2 separate regions of the Mus musculus genome follow, and region 1 is linked to region 2. A link is a contact called in public HiChIP or PLAC-seq data. All regions are on one chromosome and are shown on one strand. Each heading gives the region's core, a stretch centred on a gene start, on an enhancer-like site or on the middle of the called end of the contact. The rest is flanking DNA. Distances are from core to core; before and after follow the strand shown. Region 1 has its middle 30 kb from the start of Sorbs1. Region 2 overlaps Sorbs1 (sorbin and SH3 domain containing 1).

The links. HiChIP or PLAC-seq counts read pairs in DNA pulled down with a chosen protein or histone mark.
Region 1: a contact with region 2 is called in an H3K27ac HiChIP or PLAC-seq map of heart atrium, with 5 times the contacts expected there. The contact joins two enhancer-like sites. A contact is called at or near these places in 5 of 484 Hi-C or Micro-C datasets (the G1E-ER4 cell line, the HL-1 cell line and liver), 4 of 115 datasets of contacts at active chromatin or transcription factors (cardiomyocytes, embryonic fibroblasts, embryonic stem cells and 1 more) and 3 of 9 other capture datasets (adipose tissue, embryonic stem cells and pancreatic islet).

Annotation. Positions count from the first base shown.
Region 1 is chr19:40,541,639-40,546,477 of GRCm38.p6, forward strand. No RefSeq gene overlaps it. Among named protein-coding and RNA genes, the nearest start is that of Sorbs1, 30 kb to the left of the region's middle. Within about 2 kb of position 3,428, at least 3 of the 459 cell types and tissues checked have an H3K27ac peak or open chromatin away from gene starts, as enhancers often do. A contact at or near this core is called in heart atrium, where this site is marked.
Region 2 is chr19:40,430,254-40,434,790 of GRCm38.p6, forward strand. The region is part of intron 2 of Sorbs1 (sorbin and SH3 domain containing 1); the gene reads right to left. Among named protein-coding and RNA genes, the nearest start is that of Sorbs1, 81 kb to the right of the region's middle. Within about 2 kb of position 1,963, at least 29 of the 459 cell types and tissues checked have an H3K27ac peak or open chromatin away from gene starts, as enhancers often do. A contact at or near this core is called in heart atrium, where this site is marked.

The sequences.
Region 1 (4,839 bases), core at 2,178-4,677, 110 kb after region 2:
TCAGTGATGGACTGTGATGTGGAAGTAGAAGCCTAAGAAACTTTTCCCTCCCCAGTTGCTTTTGGCCATAGAGTTTAATCACAGCAATAGGAACCCCAAGATACAGTTGGAGTGCCTGGTGGAGCTGGCACAGTGCAGAGACAGAGTCTGGGCTAGAACTCTGGTCTAGTCTCCTCTGAGGCCCAGTGTTTCTGTGGGGCTGCTTTGGGCCACAATCTAGACTTTTCCCTCAACTGGCTATTTCTCCAAATGCCCCTAAGTCTAGGTTTCTTCTCTTCAAAGGACAGAATACAAAAGGGCTAGGAGGGAAAGTAAGTCTCTCATTAGAGTGAAAAAAGACCTAACAATATGACTAATTTTATGTTCATTCATGCCCATCACAGGGGAAAAAAAGAAAAAGAAAAACTTTAGTAACCATGAAAACAAGGAACATGTCCTAAAGTAGAAAACTTAGAAAAATAATGATAGAAATATAATCCGCTGTAGTCTGGCTGCTTATGTTGTTACTCTCCTCATTGCTGTGACATAGAACAGACAAAGCAACTTAAGTAAGGAGGAAGCCAAAGCTCACAGTTTGCCAGTGCAGTCCATCGAGGTGGGGAAGTGATGATGGCAGGAGCCCGAGGCAGTTGGTCTCTTTTCATCCAGTCAGAGAGCAGAGAGGAACCAATAATGGCGCTTAACTCTCTGCTTCTTACTCAGTTCACAACACTAATCCAAGGATGGTTCCGCCTACAGTCAGGATGGTTCTCTTGACTCCAGTTATCCGAAACCCCCTCTCTGACGTAGCTAGAGGTTCGTCTTCTAGATGAGTCTACTTCCTGTCAACAATCAATATTATCCACCGCGTTGCTCAATGGGAATTTCTCAGGAACATTTTAATATATTTTCTTTTACTTTTCTATGTATATGATACCATTGAGAATACAATAATTTTTAAAAAATCTTTATTTGTATGGGGGGTGGAGGGCTCATGCTGCATCAAGAATGAAGGAGTCAGAGGTTACTGTGTGGGAGTCAGTTCTCTGCTTCAAACTTGGTTGGCTGGCAAGCTCTTTAACCTGTTGAGCCATCTTGCTGACCTGAGAAGCATTTTATTATTTATAGCCTAGTTTCCCTATTGACATTTTATAATAAGCTTCTCCTCGGTGTCAATAAATGCTTACTCTAGTTTGCTTTCTGTTGCTGTAATAAAACACCACGGCCAAAGCCAAGTTGGAAAGGAAAGGATTTATTTCATCTTAAGACTCCCCGATCACAATCCATCACTGAGGGAAGTCAGGGCAAGAACTGAGCCGGAGACCAGGGAGGAAACACTGCTTGCTGACTTGCTCAGCTATCTTACTTACAGAGCCCAGGCCCATTTATCTAGGATGGGACTGCCCACAATGGGCTGGGCCCTCCCACATCAATCAGTAAGTCTGATAGAGGCAATTGCTCAGTTGGGGTTCCCTTTTCCTAAGTGACTCTAGTTTGTGTCAAGCGGACAAAACGAACCATCAACGATAAAAACAAGACTTTTCTTTTCTTTTTTTTTTTTTTAAAGATTTATTTATTTTATTTTATTATATGTGAGTACACTGTAGCTGTCTTCGGACACTCCAGAAGAGGGCATCAGATCTTGTTACAGATGGTTGTGAGCCACCATGTGGTTGCTGGGATTTGAACTCAGGACCTTTGGAAGAGCAGTTGGTGCTCTTAACTACTGAGCCATCTCACCAGCCCAAAACAAGACTTTTCATGATGAGTTATTTCATTATAAGGAAGAGATACATGATTAGAACTCAGTGGATTCCCCTGGCTTCACTTCACAATGCAGTTTGGGAGCTAGGAAAGATGGTGCTAACAATTCAGTCACAGGCTGACGGTGCAAGTGAAGAACAAACCTGAAAACAGGGCTTTCGTGGTGCCACAGTGACACCCCATCCTGCACCCCACCGGGCAATAATAGCTCCAGAAAAGAGTGAGGAAAAGGGAGTTGAGCAGTTACGGTCTGGGGTGTATGTAAGTGCCTAGGTAAAGGTCACACATGACCCTAGTTGGGCCACTTGCCACTTTTCTATTCATATTCCCTTCCAATTCTTTTTTCTCAGCGTAGGACACCCCCTCCCGCCACCCCTGTTCACATAGCTGCAATCCACAATACAAAAAAAAAATCTAGCTTTTGTTCATTCATGTAAACTCAATCTTTGTGCTTGACTTGTGGTAAGTTTAGGGTCAAGAAAAGGAAATGTGTGTTAACAGAAAAAGATGAGTTATCTACTTGCTACTTAGGATCCTATCTATACCAGCAGGTGCAACTTGAAGCTTGCAAGGAAATTGGTCCGTGCCTTCCAAAATGGTTTTCTGGGTAGAAAATGAAGAAGGAGGCAGACACACCTGCAGGATGGAGAATGTCACCTCTTTTTTCCTCCAGCATCTGGGGGAGGGGACAAGGGTAAGTAAAGGCATGCTATAAAAAGTCACGGAAGCATCCACACCTGCTCGTCATATCAAGTGGCTAGAGACTCCCTAAATCATTAAGACTCAGTTGGCTCCCTCCCAGAGCAGGTGTGGAAGAGTTTCCAGCCCAGCAGCTCCTCTTGCAAAGCTGGAGCAGAAATGAGGATCTGATTACTGAAAGGGGGTCCAGTGAGTAGCTATGCCGACCTCCTTTAGCCATAGGATTAGCCTCAAAGCCAAAGCTTAAGAAACTTCTGGGGAATCCCAGCACTCGGGAGGCAGAGGCAGGCAGATTTCTGAGTTCGAGGCCAGCCTGGTCTACAAAGTGAGTTCCAGGACAGCCAGTACAATACAGAGAAACCCTGTCTCGGAAAACAAACAAACAAACAAACAAATAACAAAACAAACAAACAAAACAAAACAAAAAAACCTTCTGGGGAAGGTCTTCAGCCACGGCCCAGTGAAGCCATGGTCCCTTGTTTAAATCTAGATTCCACAACCATTTGCCATGTGACCTTGAAGTGCCCAGGCAACCTTTCCAATTCTCAGTTTCTATATCTAGGAAAGAAAAATAGTGATTTTTCCTCAGTATCCTAAGATGCCATCTGATACATAGTACCTATGTTCAAAGAATGGCACTACCTGATTTCTTAGGAAGGGATGCTTAAACATTAAGAGCAATGTCCAGGGCTAAGCTGAAATCTATTCCTTAGAAGTATACATTGTAACATTAGGCCAGTGTACCATGTGCTGGACATGATGTTGAGTGCTTCCCCTAGGATCTCAAAAACCTCAGGTATGCATCAGCATTACAAAAGTTTAGAAATGTTACATAGTTTCCATAGGTTAAGCAGCAAAAGCCCATGTCCTCCTTCTGTCTGAGATGCAATTTAGCAATTCCTAGCAGAGCAGGATGGAACTGCGAGAAGTGTTTGGTAGACTGAGGAAAAGCAGACTTGCTCAGGTCCATGGGGCTAGACTGCCCTCTAGTGTTAGAGAGCTCGGATGGCTCAGGGAAAGTAGGACTGGCAGGCTCATCCCCACAGCAAGTCCCAGTGAATCTCCTGACTCTACTTTCTCCATATTGCTGGGTATTCAGGCATATGTAACTACATCTCGGTTTTAAATGTGATTCTGTTCCAAACTCAAGTCTTGATGCTTGCACAGGGAACATTCTTACCAGTGGTGCCATAGGAGTTCCTTCTAAAACCCAATGCTTCCCAGACAATCACCCTTCCCCAACAAAACAGGTGGCCAGCACTTCCAAGGTCCAGGATTCAGTTCTTGGTGAGGGCTTACTTCCTGTCTCAGAGAAGACAGTCTTGTCTTTCTCAGTTTTAGCTGGTCCTTCTGTGCTCTTTGGGCCAGTTTGAAGTATTGAGTATATGAATACCCATAAACTCAGTGATGACTAAAGGTGTGTGTGTGTGTGTGTGTGTGTGTGTGTGTGTGTGTGTGTTGCCTGTCTGACTGACTAGGAGGAGTGTCAAAGATGTACTTAGCTTTCAAATGTTCCCCCACTGTCCACAATGCCTGGGCAGTGTGGATGCCACATAGGAAGAACTGAAGATTTGCAATTGAGCGATAGAAAGAATACCCCCATACCTAGATGGAAAACTCTGCCACTGCGTCAGATCTATTGACTCTGTGATGTTTCGATAAGTTCTGCGATGATGCTGAAGACTCCAAAGCTTGAGGAGACCCAGTTTACAGAGATTTCTAGAGAAACAGGGCTCGAATCCTAATCAAATCATGTCAGACTATACCTCCATGTTGGGAACAAAAAAGGGGGGACCCTGGGGAGGCCCTGGGGGAAGGGAAAAGGGGCCCAACATCTGGCCAGAGTTCCTGTGCTCTGAGCAGGCAGATGCAGGCTTGGGGAGGGGGGCTCCCAGATGCTTTCCACTCAGCCCTGGGTGGGCATCTAAGCCTCTGACCCACTCATCAGGGGGTGGAGAAGGGGCAGCCCCAACCTGGGGACAATGGAGCTACCTTGCTAAACCTGGGTTGTAGGAGAGAGGGATAAGGGAAGAGGTTCCCAACACCGACCAGAGTGTGCAGCGGATCTTGATGGAGCAGAGACTCTCTATGGTTTAAGAGCTTTATTATAGAAATGTAGGGAGAAAGGGAAGAGAGAGAGAGAGAGAGAGAGAGAGAGAGAGAGAGAGAGAGAGAGAGAGAGAGAGAGCTAGAGAGAAAAAGAATAAGAGAGAGGAGAGGAGAAGATAAAGGAGAAAAGACAAAGAGAGGGGAGAGAGAGGAGTAAGAAGTAAGAGAGTGAGGAGTAAGAGTAAGAGAGCAAGGTGGGGGCTGAGCACCCCTTTTATGGTCTTCACTGTTGCTAGGTAACTGGGGAGGAGTATAGCCTGAAGGTCAGAAGCTTGGTCCATTGTCTAT
Region 2 (4,537 bases), core at 713-3,212:
TCATACCTGTAAACCATGCCTCTTCATCATATATATCCTAACTCCTCCCCCGCCTTTCTCCTTCAAATATGCCCCCCCTCTCTAATTCATGCCTTCACCTGTTTTGGTTTGGGGTGTTTTAGTTGAGATTTTTTTTTCCCCATAAGTGTAATTGATGCTGCCTATTGGAATGACTGGTTCTGTTGGCTTGATCTTACACAGGTAAGCATACCTATTTACAAGTAGAAAGGCTAAGTCATGTCAAGAAGACACATTTCACAGCACTGTCCCTGAGCCCCACTTGGCATATTCTTCCTACCTCTTCTTTATTGATGTTCCTGAGTCTTGGGGGTCAGAGGGGGCAGGCAAGGTTAATAGAGACGCACCAATTAGGGCTGAGCACTCAATAGAGACTAGTGTTTTTAATTATCATATCTTCACATGGAGATAAATATCCTTGTATCAATGGGGAAACTGAGGTACAAAAAGATTAACTGGCTAAAACCATGCAGTGCAATAGTAACAGGAGAAAGCACTCATGTCCCTGAGTTCTCAAGTTCTGCTCATAGCAGCAAAACAGTTCAGTAGATGGACACCATTATTCACACAATACCATGCTTAGCTTCACAGGTAAAAGAGTGAAACAATTGCTCTCTGATCACACAGCCACTTTTTAAAACAACTGGTTTTCAGAGACTAAGCAATTCAATTTGTAAAGTGAGAAGACCTCCAAGATCATGGATTAAAAGAAAACAAATATCAAGGTAAAGAATATGGTGGAGGGTGTACACAGAGGTCCTTCTGGGTTAATGCAAAAGACATCTCCAGGAGAGAATGCAGGCAAGTGGTGCCCCAGACTGCCTCTGAAGAGAGCTGGCCAAGGCAGGAAGGGCAGAAGATTCACTCTTATTGCAGATATTTTCCTAATTTTTAAGTTTTATACACGATCACATACGGTCTATTTACTTAGAGAAAACTAAATCAGGAGTAAAATTAATTCACAGTGAGGTAGAAGCAATGAAAGTAATCTGTGATAACAATCCTCTGGAGAGATTGTTCACAGATGAGTGCTCTTGCTGTTCTTACAGAGGCCCCAAGTTCAGGGACTCAAAACCACCTACAGCTCCAGTTGCAAGGGATCGATCGGATGACCTTTTCAGACTTCTGAGGGCCTGCACAAATACAGTGCACATGCGTGCACTCAAACCCCACACATGCACATGAAATAATAACCAATTGCTTTTTTAAAAAGCATGCTATAATATGTCATTTAAACTTTCCATGAAGGAGTAGACAACTTCCTGCTATTTTTCATAGAAGGATTCTGAACGTTTTGAACTAGAAAAAAAAATGCACTTGCTTTTTTCAAACATGACACCGTTTCATTAAGATATCATCAGTAGAGCTAAGAACATTGCCTAGTGTACAGAAGACCTGTACAAGGTCCTAGGCTAGATCCCCAGCACACAACAAACCAACCAATCAACCAACCAACAAACAAATAAATAAATAGATGAGAAACCCTGGTACATAATAGGTAGATAAATGAATGAATGAATGAACGAACAGGTAAATGTATGTATATATATATATATATGTGTGTTTGTATGTATATATGTTTGTATGTATATGGTAGACAGCTAGCAAGAAAAAGACATTTCCTGTATTTGTGCACAGAGGAGGCACTAGAAAAATTAAAATGAAGACAGCAGTTAATGAACCAATACAACCACCAAGCAGCTAAACTAGAAAAGTGTGTGTCACCTCCGTAACACCAAAGAAACAGAGTCTCTCATGTCCTCCAAGACTCGCATGGCATCCTGCCTTGTCAACTTCAAACAGGGGTATTATTTTTAAGCTACTATAATTAGTTACCATTTGTCTATGAATCAGCCTTTATGAGGCAATAGCATCTAAGCCCATCAGATGAAACACGAGGCCACATCATGTCTGTTTATTATTTTGAAAAGGGAGGGTGCCAAGTTTCCTGCAACACCCAAGTCAAACACTGAAATTCAGAGGACAGAATGTCCCGCTGTCCACATTTGAAGATAGGACTATATTTTCATCTAATGCATCAGGTTCAGCTGGCAACAGGAAGGAACTGAATTCCAGAGGCCCAAAATAGGGTGTGAGTACTAAAGCACCTCTCGCCACTCATTGAGGGTAGTGTTTGTCTTTTAATACATTATGTTACAGCATTTTAAAGTGTTCATTTCATCAGCAAACATGAAAAAATGCCTGAGTGACAGGGAGTCAGCAAATGTGTTGAAGCTGGGGTTGTTGTTCTGTTTTGTTTTGCTTTGCTTTATTCCCCAATACAATGATTTCCTATGTTTCTCAGCACTTCATTCGCAAGCATGACTTCATATTAGCCTTTTCCGGAAGGTTGTAATACCTTCAACAGGTCTCGCAATACAATAGACTTTTTTGGTCTTCAAAGCCAAATCCAGCCAGAGAGGAAGCACTAAGACCAAAAAAGACCAAAGTGTGATAGCTACCTTGGTGTGCCCCCGAGATCCCATTAGAGGACATGAGCTCAAAGTCACAGCTGATAGGGACATCAGATAGCAACAACACCAGAGATACCAGCACAGGTATATGAGACAGGACAGCGGCCGTCGAGAAGAGGGGACTGGCTTTTTACTGAACACATTTATGGTATGAAAGACTTTTTAATACACGCACAGCCATCTGCCTGCATAAATGGCTACAGATGTGCCTGCAGCCACTTTTAAAGCAAGTATATGAGTTCTGATCCCAGCTCTGACAATTCCTTCCAGAAAGTGTTTTAATACATTAGAACATTGGCTACCTCCACTATACATAAACAACAAGGAACAGGGACTAAGAGAGCTGGAGTAATACTTGCCCAGGGTCAAAGCTCTCAAAAATCTGAAAATCAAAATTATAGGTGTGTGTGTGTGTTTTTAATGATTATTAAATGTTTTCTCATACAGTGCTTTATAATTTTTACTTTTAACAATCCTCTGGTAAGGGCACTATTGTTTACTCCTTTTTACTCCTTTAGACAGCCCCAGAGAGGTTTAGCAACTTTCCTGGGCTCCAGAGCAATGGAATGTGAACTTCAGCAGCCTAGCTCCAGGCACACTCTACTGTACACTACACAGTGCAAGCCTACTGTCATCGTCATCATATTATGATTACCCTTACATCAATCCCAATTTCACAAACGAGAAAAAGGAGGCTCAGAGGTCGGTCACAAGCCAAGATCACAAAGCTGGCAAGTGGCCAGGACGTGCAACCCAATCCACATGACTACAAACAAGGTCTCCCAACCAGTGAACAGACTTCAGTCCACGGACATCTCCATGTCAGACCTGATGCTCTGAAAATGCTTCTTCTTTGTTAAAGATAAAGGTAGCGGCAGCTTCCTTTAGGAGCTGAAAGATTTTTCACTTCACTTCTAGACCAGATCAACCCTTCCCACACTCCCTGGGGCCCAGTCCAAACCAGCCGCAAACAGCAGGTGCCCAGTCATGGCTGATGCCAACAAAGATGACGATGACAGAAATACTTTAAATGCTGGGCTATGACTTCCAAAGGGAATTAGACAAGTCTGTTATTTTCCTTTTTTTTGGGGGGGGGGGGGGGAGGGGCAGTTGTACATGGCAGAATGCTAGCAATTTCTAAAGCACTGTGAGCAAGTAGGTCCTAACTCAACAGGTGGGACGACGTTTCTCTTCTTTACTCTTTCCTACCAACCTTTCAATTCACAGGTTCCACTCAGACTTCCCTATGTTGTCACCTGCCACCCTAGAAGACAACTATTAGGTTTGATACTCTAGACTCACACACACTCGCGCGCGCGCACACACACACACACACACACACACACACACACACACACACACACACACACACAGAGTGGTCCTAGCACAGCGCCTTGCAGATGAAAGGCTCACAATATGTCTTCCTTGATTAGAATGATGGACCAGGCTGGCTTTCAAAGCGCTCCCTTCCACTGTGCAAGTGTTGCCAGGCAGCAGTCCTGTGCTGCTGAAACAAGGATGTGAGAATCATTTTAATTAGCACTCTCATTGTTTGTATGCAAATGCACACCCCTAACGTGGGCTCTTTAAAAAGCTTTCCTTAAATCAAACATCCCTCACTGTGATTTGCCTCTTTAAATCCTCTTCCACAGACAGTAAAGAGATCAACCTCAATAGAGCCAGGAGTCTTAATGATCCCAGGTCTGTAACAATAGACTTGAACTTCTTTGCTCTATGAGGTCAGCTCAGGGTTTCTCCTTGGACTTAGTCATCCCAAAACAAAATGGGTCCCAAGCTGCAGAACAGGGGACCACGCCTGGATTGCAGGCTGAGGGTCTTCAGGGTCACCACTGATTTTCCCACCTCCCTCTCCCTTCCCCACACACTCTGCTTTCTACTCAGGCTACTGAGTTCTCTCCACCAGCCCATCCCTAGTTGGTTCTTTCCTTTGGCTTCTGACCTGGTGGTGGGGGTGCCTCAGCCCAGGGAGAGGCTCACAAGCTCCAGGAACATTCAAGCACAGTGGAGTTGTTAGTAGACCAGCC